2 separate regions of the Mus musculus genome follow, and region 1 is linked to region 2. The links are chromatin contacts, called in public promoter capture Hi-C maps. All regions are on one chromosome and are shown on one strand. The core of a region is the stretch at or near the end of the contact, and the rest is flanking DNA. Distances in the headings are between cores, read along the strand shown. Region 1 holds the start of Cbln3 (cerebellin 3 precursor protein). Region 2 holds the start of Psme2 (proteasome (prosome, macropain) activator subunit 2 (PA28 beta)).

The links. Promoter capture Hi-C pulls out the DNA fragments that hold promoters and counts their contacts.
Region 1: a contact with region 2 is called in a promoter capture Hi-C map of liver, with 2.5 times the contacts expected there. The contact joins the promoter of Cbln3 here to the promoter of Psme2 in region 2. A contact is called at or near these places in 12 of 39 promoter capture datasets (the 3T3-L1 cell line, the C10 cell line, cranial neural crest and 8 more), 1 of 484 Hi-C or Micro-C datasets (B cells), 5 of 115 datasets of contacts at active chromatin or transcription factors (bone marrow-derived macrophages, embryonic stem cells, memory CD8 T cells and 1 more) and 2 of 9 other capture datasets (adipose tissue and liver).

The regions. Positions count from the first base shown.
Region 1 is chr14:55,879,044-55,885,574 of GRCm38.p6, reverse strand. It overlaps Cbln3 (cerebellin 3 precursor protein), which reads left to right and starts at 1,319. Exons shown (of 3, transcript NM_019820.3): 1 at 1,319-1,663; 2 at 1,989-2,108; 3 at 2,398-6,531. The coding sequence starts at 1,388. The coding sequence ends at 2,595. Khnyn (KH and NYN domain containing) reads right to left here and starts at 633. Exons shown (of 8, transcript NM_027143.3): 1 at 433-633.
Region 2 is chr14:55,586,615-55,593,106 of GRCm38.p6, reverse strand. It overlaps Psme2 (proteasome (prosome, macropain) activator subunit 2 (PA28 beta)), which reads left to right and starts at 2,086. Exons shown (of 11, transcript NM_011190.3): 1 at 2,086-2,265; 2 at 2,580-2,612; 3 at 3,012-3,074; 4 at 3,402-3,488; 5 at 3,596-3,626; 6 at 3,709-3,806; 7 at 4,595-4,663; 8 at 4,807-4,874; 9 at 5,013-5,067; 10 at 5,367-5,453; 11 at 5,542-5,667. The coding sequence starts at 2,218. The coding sequence ends at 5,622. It overlaps Rnf31 (ring finger protein 31), which reads right to left and starts at 1,365. Exons shown (of 21, transcript NM_194346.3): 1 at 1,035-1,365; 2 at 792-938; 3 at 491-646; 4 at 215-274; 5 at 32-101. The coding sequence starts at 1,223.

The sequences.
Region 1 (6,531 bases), core at 70-2,569, 290 kb before region 2:
TTAAACAGGGCTAGCTGGGGTGGGCGACTGGCCAGAGAAAACTGATGACCACCGCCCTGAGAAGGGACGAGTTGAGAGGGCCTCCAGCTCATTTTGAGGGTCACAAGAAGTGGGTGGTTTGAGGAAAGAGTCCCAGAGCTGAGAGGTCTCGGATTTTTTGAGTAGAGGAGGGCCTCTTGGGAAATGAATACGCGCCAGAGGCTCTAACAGTGTAGTCCTGGGGTGGGGGTTTCCCCTATCCGCCTTATTCCTTCACTAACCACTCCCACCTCCCCGCCCCCGCCCCCCCTCCTCGTTTGTCCACTGTCAAGCATCCCACCCGGGGCCCAGGGGCATAGCCCGCCCTCCCACAGCCTGCGGCGGCCGCCCCCAGCCCGACCACCCTCCCGCCACGGCCTTCAGCTCCCGATCGCCCGGAAGGGGGACGCCTACCGCCAAAGCCGCGAGTTCCGCCCGCTCCTCTAGGTGCCCGCGGCGGGGGAGGAGGGGCCCGCGTTTCTCCCGCGCCCCAGGGGCCTGGGGCTGGGAGCCCGAATCTGGGAGGGCCTTCTCGGATCCTTCACCCAACCTAGACTTCTCTCGTCAACAACGCGTTGTGGCTTTGGAGTCACTTTCCGGCCCGGGGCGGAGCCAGCTCGGCTCCTCCCCCGCTAGGGCCGCACTGGCCAGGGCTCGGGGCAGGGCTGCGCTCCTCCTCCCCGGCTCGGCCTGCTGTCCTGCTGCCGAGCGACCCGCCCTCCACATCCCCTGCGGGGCCTACCGGGTCACAGACACTCACCCCACCCCCAACGCCTCCTGCCAACTCTCACGTTCGCCTCCAGTTCCTGGGGTCCTTGGGAGTTCTGCAGTTGATGGTTCCAAGAGAAGTGACTGGTCCAGAGTCACAAGAGAATCCTGCCCTTGACACAAGCACTTTCACCAAGTAGATAGAGTTGGGGGAGTAGGGGGGGAAGGGGGGGGAGATGAGGACACACACCTTGCCACAATAAGGAAAACCCCATGGAGAAAGACTGAAAAGGAGAAGATGAGAAAGGAATTGAAGAAATTTTGTTTCGTGTGTGTGTGTGTGTGTGTGTGTGTGTGTGTACACACCCTTGTGTGGCTAGAGCCCTCATATCCTCTCTCCATTCCTCTTCTCCCTCCCAGGGCCCAACTGCTGTCACTCCATGCTCTGCCAAGGAGGAGGGATCCGCAGAGACAGCAGTAGTAAGGCCAGGCAGAGCTGTGGGACACAAAAAGATACAGGGAGGGGAGTGCCCGGGCTAGGTGCCAGACTCACAGAGGACAGCAGAGCAGGGCAGGAGTACTGAAGCCTTGAAGCAGAGGGGGGAGAGCCAAGGGGACAGAAGACAGGAAAATCTGTGAGTTACAGAGGCACCTAGCAAGGATGGGGACGGAATGGCACAAACCCAAGCTGTCCTTGGCCCTGGTGCTTCTGACCCTGGAGGCTGGGTGGGCTCAAGAAGGGTCAGAGCCTGTCCTACTGGAGGGGGAGTGCCTGGTGGTCTGTGAGCCAGGCCGACCTACTGCAGGAGGACCTGGGGGTGCAGCCCTGGGAGAGGCACCCCCAGGACGAGTGGCGTTTGCTGCAGTCCGAAGCCATCACCATGAACCAGCAGGAGAAACCGGCAACGGTACCAGTGGTGCCATCTACTTCGACCAGGTAATCCCTCTGCCTCTGTCCGGAAGACATGCAAGGACCTGGACTCTACTGTCCAAGCCCCTTTGCATCCCTCGGACTCCAAGGAAACCATTACCTGCATCTCTTGCACCACCTTCCTCTAAGATGGCCACTGACCGTTGGTTGGCCTTCTTTCATTCATACACACAGCACCGTAGCCCTTCCTCATAGTTTTTGACTCTACACATTCCTGTCACACCCGTTTGCCACCCCTTCTCTCCTCACCCACTGCACAAATGCCAACCCAGTGATGCTCCTGAGCTCCCGGCACCCAGAATCCCTCTCAACACAATCTGCTTCCCCACAGGTACTGGTCAATGAGGGCGAGGGCTTTGATCGGACCTCGGGCTGCTTCGTGGCCCCTGTCCGTGGAGTCTACAGCTTCCGATTCCACGTGGTCAAGGTGTACAACCGCCAAACTGTCCAGGTGACCTAAGTGCCAGTCCACCTCCGGGGGGAAGGGAGGGTCATAGTGGACCGCAGCACATCCCTGGATAGCCCTTCTGTTGGACCTGTATCCCAGGGACCAGGAGCAAGGGAGGAAAGGCTAGCAGGGTATGGCAGATGTACAGAACCCAACACTGGCCACCCCTCAGTGCTCACTGGAGAGCCCACTGACCCTCAAGTTCCCAAAAGAAAACTCTTGGGAGGATGGGGGGCGGGGTGTCCTGAGCTAAGGACTAGGACATAGATGCTAACTGGGCTCCCCTCCCCAGGTGAGTCTGATGCTGAACACATGGCCGGTCATCTCAGCCTTTGCAAATGACCCTGATGTGACCCGAGAGGCAGCCACAAGCTCTGTGCTGCTTCCCCTGGACCCGGGGGACCGTGTGTCCCTGCGCCTGCGTCGGGGGAATCTTCTGGGTGGCTGGAAGTATTCGAGCTTCTCAGGCTTCCTCATCTTCCCACTCTGAGGACCCAAGCCTTTAAACGGAGATGTCTAGCATCTTTCTGCCCTTCCCTGCCCCAGAAACAAAGTATCTTTGGAGCAAGAGAAAGGCCCCCTCCAGGCTGCCTACGGCCCACCTCCTTGCATGAGATCATAGTTAAACACCCAAGGCTAGGAGCAGAGCAGAGCTACGGAACCTCTAGACAAAACGCCTCACTCAGGTCGCCCTCCCAGTCTCCTGCTGCCCCTCCTGCCCCTCCGCAGCTCCAGTTTAAGGCAGGGTTTGCTAAGAGGGAAGCTTGCACTTCTTCACAGACTCCACTCCTCCTGTTCTCCACCCCAGCTTCCTGCTCAGCGCTATTTGGTGACAGGTGGCGCAGGTAAGCTTGACAGGCTCCCACAGGGGCCCAGATGGACCAGCCTCATAGTACCTGCGGGCTCCATCCTGTGAGGAATGCCAGCAATGAGAGCTCTCGGCCAGCACCCTGTGAACAGGGCTGACAGCTCAACCACAAAAAAGCAGTGTGGGGAAGGCCACAGAGCATCCGTAGCTGGAGAGACAGGATGGGGCCATGTGCCTACCCTGAACATGTAAACATTCTGCAGGTAAACTGGGACAGTCAGAAGGCAGGAATCCTGCCGTCCATCTGTGCCAGGTCCCAATGGACTCTGGCCCTCATTGCCTGACCAGAGGCTTGGGTGTGTGTGTGTGTGTGTTTGCTCTGGCTAATAGGGGAAACTAGAGCAGGTATACAGACCTGGAGGCAGAGTCAAAGGTCACGAATGAGTCATCAGTAACCACATGTCCTCTCCCTCAGCCACCTCCTAGAACTGCCCCACCTTGGAAATCTGAATTTCAGTCACTCCCTACTCTTGATCGACATGTAGTTCCTCCAGCTGTCTCCCAGCTAATTTCCCTGTAGTCTGCTCCCCCCCCCAAACGCATCGTTCTTCCTCTACTTCTACTACTGTCTTACTCTTCTTTTAAGGTCTCCTGTTACCTGGGAGTCCATGACTCATCTCCCCCAACTAGTATCCCACCAACATCAGAAACTCTTTTTACCCAGTTGTCCCAATGGTCCAGCATGAACGGACCTACCTAGAACAACTGGGGAGCTGCGGCTGTTAAAACAGTGACTTGTCCTGTTCGTGAGGGTGTGAAACAGGGACTGCAGGACTACAGCATGCTGAAGAGAAATAAATTCAAAGCTGGGCATAGCAGTCAACGTTTTTAAAGTGCTATAATATAAAGTACTCGTGCTAAATAAATACCAGGGCAAGTTTGTGGTTTTTTGTTTTGGTTTGGTTTTTGGTTTTTTGAGACAGGGTTTCTCTGTATAGCCCTGGCTGTCCTGGAACTCACTTTGTAGACCAAGCTGGCCTCGAACTCAGAAATCCGCCTGCCTCTGCCTCCTGAGTGCTGGGATTAAAGGCGTGTGCCACCACACCCGGCAAGTTTATGGTTTTAAAATAAAAATCTAGGTGTTCATTCAGGAGACAGAGGCAGGTGGATCTCTGTGAGTTTCAGGCAAGCCATAGTAAAACCTGTCCAAAAGAAAGACAGAGAGACAGAGACAGAACAAAGAAAGAAATAAGGATGGAGGTGTCACTCAGAGGCAGACGCTAATACGCATGAAGCACTGGGTTTGAACCCCAGCACTGGGGTAGGCGGGTAGGGAGTAGACAAGAGGGGGAGGGGCAGCACTTTCCTTCAGCATTTGTCCTTACTTTGTGGCCAGGAAGAATAGTTTAAACAAGATAAGATAATATTTCTGTCTCACATGGAAGAGTCTGCAGCTGGGGAGTTCAGGATAAACAGCTGCTTAGAACCACAGAGCCCAGTCTTCCCTTTTGGGATGCCTCTCTGGCATGCCGCCTCATGGCCCAAGATGGCTTCGTGCAGGTCAGCATTACATCCCAGCAGCGCTGGAAAAAGGGAGAGAAGAAAGAACACAGCTCCTTCCTTGAAAGGTTTTCCGACCGCTGACAGCTGCCTACACACATTTCTGATTGCATCTCATCGCCAGAATGGAGTCACACTTGGCCACACCAAGCCAGGACAGGCAAGGAAACAATCTCACAATCTTACCTTTTTGTCATATTTTCCATGTGCATGCACCTGGGACGTGTGTGTGTGTGTGTGTGTGTGAGAGAGAGAGAGAGAGAGAGAGAGAGGGGGGACAACTTTGGGTGTTGGACCCCACCTCCCACTATGTTTGAGACAGGGACTCTAATTTTTCATTGCGTACACCAGGCTAGCTGGAACCTTCTGGAATTCTGCCTTCTCCTTAAAGTACAGGATTACAAATGCATGGACTATGGCTGGCTGGAATATGAACTCAGGCCAACAGGTGTGCACAGCAAGTGTTCTAACCACTGGACCACCTCCAAAGCCCGTAGACTTTATTCCAGGCCATCACATCCAAAATCAGGATCTTATAGTAAGGAAGAAGAGTAATTGGACATTGGAAGTTTTTCAGAATACAATAAACTAGATCAGCCCGTTAACACCGGGAGGTACACGATGCTCTTTATTTATTTATTGCACCTTCTATATGTCAACAGTCTGGAAAAGCGTGACTATTCTCTGATAAAGTTTCACAACGCTGAAAATAAGGTGGCAGGTGGTACCCTTCCTTCCCAGAAGGAAAGAGAGAAGAAGACACTTCCAAATTCATTTAGTGCTCAATCCCTTAGAGCTGTAGTGCTGATATCCTCAGGAGCTTCTGTTTTCCAGCTAAAACACACACAGCACAGCCCCGCCCTCTGACTGGCTCCAGCCTAAACCTGCCACATCTTTCTGATGTCCATAGGAAAAGTTCCTGTAGGTTGAAAATTCGATGCTTAGACTGGACCCACCGAGAATATACAGAGCAATCTTTCTATTTTAAGGTCCCCACCAGCAGTGTATTTGCAAAGTCCCCATGCCATGTAAACGCATATTGAGATATCTTGGTGATTAGAGTATAGACTCTGAGATATCTGCATAGCACAGACTTAAAATCTCAAGATGATGTTTTGAGAAAACACTTGGCACAATTCACCCACTGAGATACTCAAGACAAAGAAGATCAACATAGGCTTTGGTTTTGGTTTGTTTTACTTTTTAGTTTATTTTTATTTTATAGTGTTTTGCCTGTGCACCACATACATGCAGTTCCCTTGGAGGCCAGAGGGGGTGCCTCAGATCCCTTGAGACTGAACTGCAGTGGCAGTGAGCCACCTTATGGATGCTGAGAGTGTAAGCTGGATCCTCTACAAGAGCAGCCAGAGCTCTTATCCATTACTCCATCTCTCCAGCTCGCTCCTCCACTCACACACACTCTGGTTTTAATCATTTTAGAAGGTAAATCAGTTCCTACCCAAACAAGAATTCATTGGTTGATAGTCCAAGACTTCCTTGCCATGAAGAAAATGCCCCTCTTTTCTTTTGACCCAGAAACAGATGTCTTGTCTTTAGGCCACATAGCCGTGTGGCCCTCTTTTTTACATTTGAAGACCAAATCCAAACTTGGTCTGAGTGAGATAGTATCCACTTCATAACTACAAATTCATTTGTATGATAGTGAGAGTGGAGGTTTAAAATTGGACAATGGATGTCCCATACCTTTAATCCCAGCCCTCGGGAGACAGAGGCAGGTGGTTATCTGTGAGTTCAAGGCTAGCCTGCTCTGTAGAGTGAGTTCCAGGATAGCCAGGGCTTGTCTTGACACAAAATAAAACTGAGCAATCCAGCCTAGTGTGATGGTACACACCTGTAAACTTGGCACTTAAAAGACAGAAGCAGGAAGATCTGGAGTTGAAGGCTAGCCTGGGCTACATAAACTCTGTCACACATACACACACAAAACTTGTATAATGCTGTAGTGATGTGTTTGCTTTATCAAAATGCTCAAAGCTTTTAAAAGTGCTGACCTATTAGACTTGCAATTCCATTTAAATGTTCAGGAGAATTTAATTG
Region 2 (6,492 bases), core at 837-3,336:
TATTTTTCTCCCGTAAAGAAGCATACAATACCTTGGGCAGAGGGGCGGGGGCCAGGAACAATCTCCCTCAGAAGGGGGTGAAACTCTGAAAGCTGCAGCATCTGAGAAAGCAAGCGGAGCGTGGGCAAAGTGCTGGGGGCACAGAATCCCATAAACTCAGCCCCCCCCCCCCCCCCCCGTGTTCCATGAACAACACCCTTCCTGCCTTCCTTACACCATCTTCAACGCTCTCTCTTAGCAGCTGGTCCAGTGCATTCTGTCTGGGATGAGTATTCTGCAAACAAGATGATGAAAAGAATTCCCACCTTGAACAACGTTCTCCCTGTAAGCCCTGATCTCCTAACATTCCAGAGGGAGAAAGTGTAACAGAAGCTTCCAGGCTGGCTGCTGCAGCAACAGAATTTCCCTGCACGGGGGTGGGGGTGTCTCAACGTGCCTTGGGGCTCCCAGTCAAGTACTTAAAATCCTTAGAATCAGAAGGTCATCTCACCTGCAACAGCAAACTGAGCTCGGTGCGAAGCAGCAGTACTTCTAGTGTGACAACAGCAACCTGGTATTCATCTGGTTCCTCCTGCCCTTCGGGGAAACTCAATCCATCTGGGCGCTCCTCAGTATAGCCATACAACCGTAGTACATCCCGGCCACCCTGGCACACATTCAGGACCCGGTCACCATCTAACAGACCTCCTAGGCAATAGAGCTGGTCCCCCACTCAGCACACCCTCAAGCCTTTCTGGTCAACCCTAAGCACAGGTCTAGTCCCCTTCTCCGATAAGGTCCAAGAGTTTCACCTGCACAGCATCCACCGTGCTGCGAAAGACGGGGTTATTAAACTTCACTGAGCGCCAATACCGGGGCCGCTGCGGGCTGAGGAGGTTGCGACCATATTTTTCCAGGATGTTCAGGGCCGTGGATAGGGTGTTGAGGTAGTTTCGAGGCTGGGAGCATTCAGAAAAGCAGAGTCGTGAGCCTAGCCCACCTGGCCTCTGAGCCTAGGTCCCCTTCCATGGAGCGCCGGGCGGGCTTGACCTCACCTCCCCATGAGCGTTGCAGCGGACCAAGCGTCCGGCGTCCAGCTGCAGGTAGCGGGCGGCTGGTGGCAGAGAGGTGGCCAGAAGCGGCATGAGCTGCTCCAGGGGAAAAACCTGCGCAGAATCCCACCTCAGGGCGCTCGCCAGCTCCTCGCGGGCCGCCAGGAAGCCTCGCTCCTCGTCTCCCGGCATCCTGAGACTGGAGACAGGCTCAGCTTCTCTGCCCTCCAGGGGCTGGCGCAGGTGCGCGCGGCGCCACAGCAGCCCGGGTCACTTAAGCCACCGCCCCGCTCAGCCCCATCCACGGCCAGGGTTACCGGGAACAGGAAGTCCTGGCAGAGAGGGCGGGACTGTGGGCCACTTTAGAGGAAAAGGAGGGTTCGGAGTGACGGTAAAGCTGAGATCAGGAAGGGTGGCCAGGTCGCCGCCAATGAAGAAGCCGCGGCCCGGGCTCCTCCCATAATGCTACGGAACCTTTTCCTTCCGAATCAGGCTCTCTTCTTCGCCTTCCCTTAAACTATCCCGCCCCTTCCGGAGGGACCCACCTCCCATGCGAGGGGTTAATTTTGCCCAGAGCTTTGCTATCTTTATTTCCATAGTGTTGGTTCTGTTCCATTCCCCGGCGGGGAAGTCCCACCTTATCGGGGACCGGCTCTGGCTGCCCTTAGCCCGGCTCAGGCGGGCTCCTCCCTTCTCTAGTCTGTCCTGAAGGGAAGGCAGTCCCGCTCGTCCTGCTCCCTTCCATCTTGCCAGGCTTTCCTCCTTCTTATCCTTCCTACTCTCTCGGATCCTACTTGGTCCCCTCCTCAGTCTAGCGTCATGGAACCCCACCTCTGGGTACCCCCTTTCCTATTGTCCCACCCTCTCTCAGTCCAGTACTTCCCCTGGACGGTCCATACTATAAGCTCCGCCCTTCTCGAGAGGCCGCCTCTATTTGAGTCTCCGCCGTCCCACGCTTTCCTAGCTCCTCCCTTGGACAGCCCCTGATGATGAAGCCAACACCGCCCTTCCTAGTGGCAACTAGCTGGGAATGGCTGAGGGGGTACTACTCACGGTTGGTGGCCGGCCAGGAGGAGGAGAAAAAAGGGAGGGGGCGTGGCTGAGGGGGGTGGGTCTGGGCCTGGAGAGTGAAAGCGAAAGCTGGGGCTGCTAGCCCAGGCTCGAGAGCTGCCAAGTGGGGGGAAGCATGGCCAAGCCTTGTGGGGTCCGCTTGAGTGGAGAAGCCCGAAAACAGGTAAATGGGAACCGAAGCCAGGAAGGAGTGAGAAGTCCTAACGGAGATAAAGCTCGGTGCTCCTGGGCACCAATGGGGCCTTGCGAGCGAACTCCACCGGCCTCTCTTTCTTTAGGGCTTTCTTTCACTTCTGCTCAGGGATTGCCAGTGCCGTGTCCTCGAGCCAATCTGTGCACTGAGCAGGCTCCTCCAGGGGGAAACTAGCTTTGTGGGACAGGTTTGGGCTAGAGTTGGAAGGCACCTAGGTTGGGAGTGGGCCCTTATTCTATACAAACTAAACCCTAACCAGCATCCGGCTACTTCTGTCTGTGCAGGTGGATGTCTTCAGACAAAATCTTTTCCAGGAGGTAAGTCTCTGAATTCAGTCGATGTAACCCAGAGTCTTAGTGCAGAACTCTAGGGCCACAAGCTCTGAGTAACCCACCAGTTCACCTTAATTTTGGTGTCTCCGAACCTTCATGCTTACTCAAGGTGAACTGCAATGATTTGTTTCTACTTGTAATCTGATCAATCTTAGAACTCTTAACTGCTTTTGCCACTCCCCTTGAATGGAAAGGTAAAGATGTCGCCCAAAGGGAAAACCCCATAGCCCTACTTCTGCCCTTCATGAGATTGGGCAAGTCCCTTTATTTCCAGGGCTAGGGTTTCCTCATACGAGAGTCTTGAGCTCAGTGATTTCCATGGGCCAACTTCTGATACGTATCAACAAACCTCTTGCATGATTATTTTTGTAATGTAACTTGCAGGCTGATGACTTCCTCTGCACTTTCTTGCCACGGAAAATCATATCCCTGAGTCAGCTCTTGCAGGTGAGTAGTATAGACCCCTCTGCTCCATCTCCTGACACCTCTCATCACCCATCTGACGGGCATCAGCATGCTGGGAGCTGAGTGAGCCTGGCCGGGTGTGGTGGCACACACGTTTAATCCCAGCACTCGGGAGGCAGAGGCAGGCGGATTTCTGAGTTCGAGGCCAGCCTGGTCTACAAAGTGAGTTCCAGGACAGCCAGGGCTATACAGAGAAACCCTGTCTCAAAAAAAAAAAAAGGCTTGAGCCTGGGTTGGGAGGAAGAGAGATGGAAGGCTGTGTCTGGTGAAGGGAGGAGGCTGGGTAGTGTCTGAGAATAAATTCTACAGGAGGATTCCCTCAATGTGGCCGACCTCTCCTCCCTCCGGGCTCCTCTGGACATCCCTATCCCAGATCCTCCACCCAAGGATGACGAGGTAAGGCATTCAGTGTGCAGAGCCTGAACTCTAAGCCAGTGGCAACACCACCACAGTGTGGCAGCCTCCAAGACTGTTCTAAAGCTGCTTTCCTTATTTTGCCTTAGATGGAAACAGACAAGCAGGAGAAGAAGGAAGGTAATGGAGACCTGGTGAGGAGGGGGGAGGCTGGTGCAGGGATGTGGGTGACATAAAGGCCCCACTCTCATCTTTCTCTTAGTCCCTAAGTGTGGCTACCTCCCGGGGAACGAGAAGCTTCTGGCCTTGCTCGCTTTGGTTAAGCCAGAAGTCTGGACTCTCAAAGAGAAGTGCATTCTGGTGAGCCTGGGCCCTGGGGGAGGTGGGAAGAAAAGCACAGCACAGCTGTGGTCCAGTCAGAGATGCAGGTCTTCAACCCAGAGACCTAATATATAATAAGACTGGCTTTTGTGTCTTGGATATATATGGATGGATATGTGTGTGTGTGTGTATATATCTAGATATCTAGATATATACTTTTTAATTGTGTGTTTGTGTGCACCCAGGCATGTGCAGGTAGGTTTTCCATTTCGTGTATGTACTGGAATTCACTTTGTAGACCAGGCTGGCCTCGAACTCAGAAATCTGCCTGCCTCTGCCTCCCGAGTGCTGGGATTAAAGCCGTGCTCCACCACGCCCGGCACTTTTTTTTAAAGGTTTATTTATTTATTATATGTAAGTACACTGTAGCTATCTTCAGACAAGAGGGCATCAGATCCCATTACAGATGGTTGTGAGCCACCATGTGGTTGCTGGGATTTGAACTCAAGACCTTCGGAAGAGCAGTCAGTGCTTTTAACTGCTGAGCCATCTCTCCAGCCCCGAAGACTCACTTTTGATTCCCAGCACCCACATAGACGCTCACAGCTTTCTGTGACCTCAGTCCCCAGGGAATCCAACACCCTTTTCTGGCCCATGTGGGCACCAGGCATGCACATGGGACATAGGCATGCATATAGCTAAATACCCATAAAGGGGAATTATAAAAAACATACACGTATAAAAAAATAATAACAAGAAATTTTAAGAAAAGAAGTAGTATATTAGGCCTCAGTGATTTTGTTGAGTGAGTCCTCCTTTTAACATAGGTAATCACATGGATCCAGCACCTGATCCCCAAGATTGAGGATGGAAATGATTTTGGGGTGGCAATTCAGGTAAGAATTGGTGACTGAAGACAGAGTGGGAGGAGACTCAAGAGGGAGGGATGGAAACAAGGCCATCACCCGGAGGTCAGAGGAAGAAGAAACAGGAAAGGGGGGGGGATGAACTGTTGTCTTTGCTTCTCACGTCTCTGCAGGAGAAGGTGCTGGAGAGAGTGAATGCTGTCAAGACCAAAGTAGAAGCTTTCCAGACAACCATTTCCAAGTGAGAGCAGCTGCAGGAACCCAGGGACCCTACAGGGATTCTTGAAGCTAGGCGGTTCTTTCAGAGTGATGGGAGACGGGCGGGGTGGGTGGGTGGATGTGGCTGTTTCCATTCACACACATTCCTTCCTTCTCACAGGTACTTCTCAGAACGAGGGGACGCTGTAGCCAAGGCTTCCAAGGACACCCATGTAGTGAGTGCACAGTCCTCCAGTCCTTTAGTTGAGGCTGGCCCCGGGGGTGGAATTGAGGTGGGAAGAAAGAGGACCTGGTCCTGCTTTTTGACTTATACCATGTGGAAGATACTATTCCAAAAAGCAGAGCTGATTAGGGCTCTAATATCTTCGACCCTTACTTACTTCCTTACTTAATACTGTGTGTGTTGGTGCTAAGATGGGGTAATCTTCCAGCTAATCTCTTCTATGTATGAGAAAACAAAGTTAAGAGTCCCGACCTCCCATGGTGCTGACTCAGTTTGCCTCCTCCTTCCCAGATGGATTACCGGGCCTTGGTGCATGAGCGAGATGAAGCAGCCTATGGGGCGCTTAGGGCCATGGTGCTGGACCTGAGGGCCTTCTATGTGAGTGTGGAGTGAGCTCCTGAGGGACGTGGATGCAGGGGGCGTGGGAAGCCAAGAACCTAACTGTATTCCTTTGGCCTTCCTCTAGGCTGAGCTTTATCATATCATCAGCAGCAACCTAGAGAAAATCGTCAACCCGAAGGGTGAAGAAAAGCCATCGATGTACTGAGCTAAGGATTAGAAGGAAAATAAATGATTTATACTTTATGTATATTACCTGTGTTGTTCATTGAGAGCCTCTGGTGTCTATATACCAAAGGAAGGTGAATAAGGTAATGAAAGTGGGAGAGGGTTGACTGGAGGAATGGCTCAGCAGTTAAGAGCACCAGTTGTTTTTCCAGAGGATCCAGGTTTGATTCCCAGCACCCACAAGATGACTAATAACTGACTGTAACTCCAGTTCCAGGGGATCTGGACACCCTCTTCTGACCTCTGCAAACACTAGATATGCACATGTGATGTACAGGCATACATGTAAGCAAAACACTCATCACATAAAAAACAAAAAAGCCAGGCAGTGGTGGTGGCGGCGTACGCCTGTAATCCCAGCACTTAGGAGGCAGAGGCAGGCGGATTTCTGAGTTCGAGGCCAGCCTGGTCTACAAAGTGAGTTCCAGGACAGCCAGGACTGCACAGAGAAACCCTGTCTCGAAAAACCTAAATAAATAAATAAAATAAAATAAAATAAAAATTAAGTGGTTGCAGGAAGTCGAGGAGGGAGGGACTGGAGGTCCATTGTGTTTTTCACAGATCCTTCTAAAGAACAGGGCAGAGCAGGCCACGGTACTGCACACCTTTATTCTCAGTGCTCAGAGGCAAAAGCAGAGGTAAGGGGTTCTCGGTGTTCAGGGCTACCCTGGTTTACATAGCAAGTTGGGGGCTAACCAGGGCTCTTAAAAAAAAAAAAAAAAAAACAGGGTAGAAGACTGCAGCCATGCAGGTAACCCATATTTTACATATTTGAATATGCCAAGGGTATTTTAATCTGATCTCACGAGGACTTCCTAGTAGAGGTTTTGGATCCCTTGTGGGAGGAGTC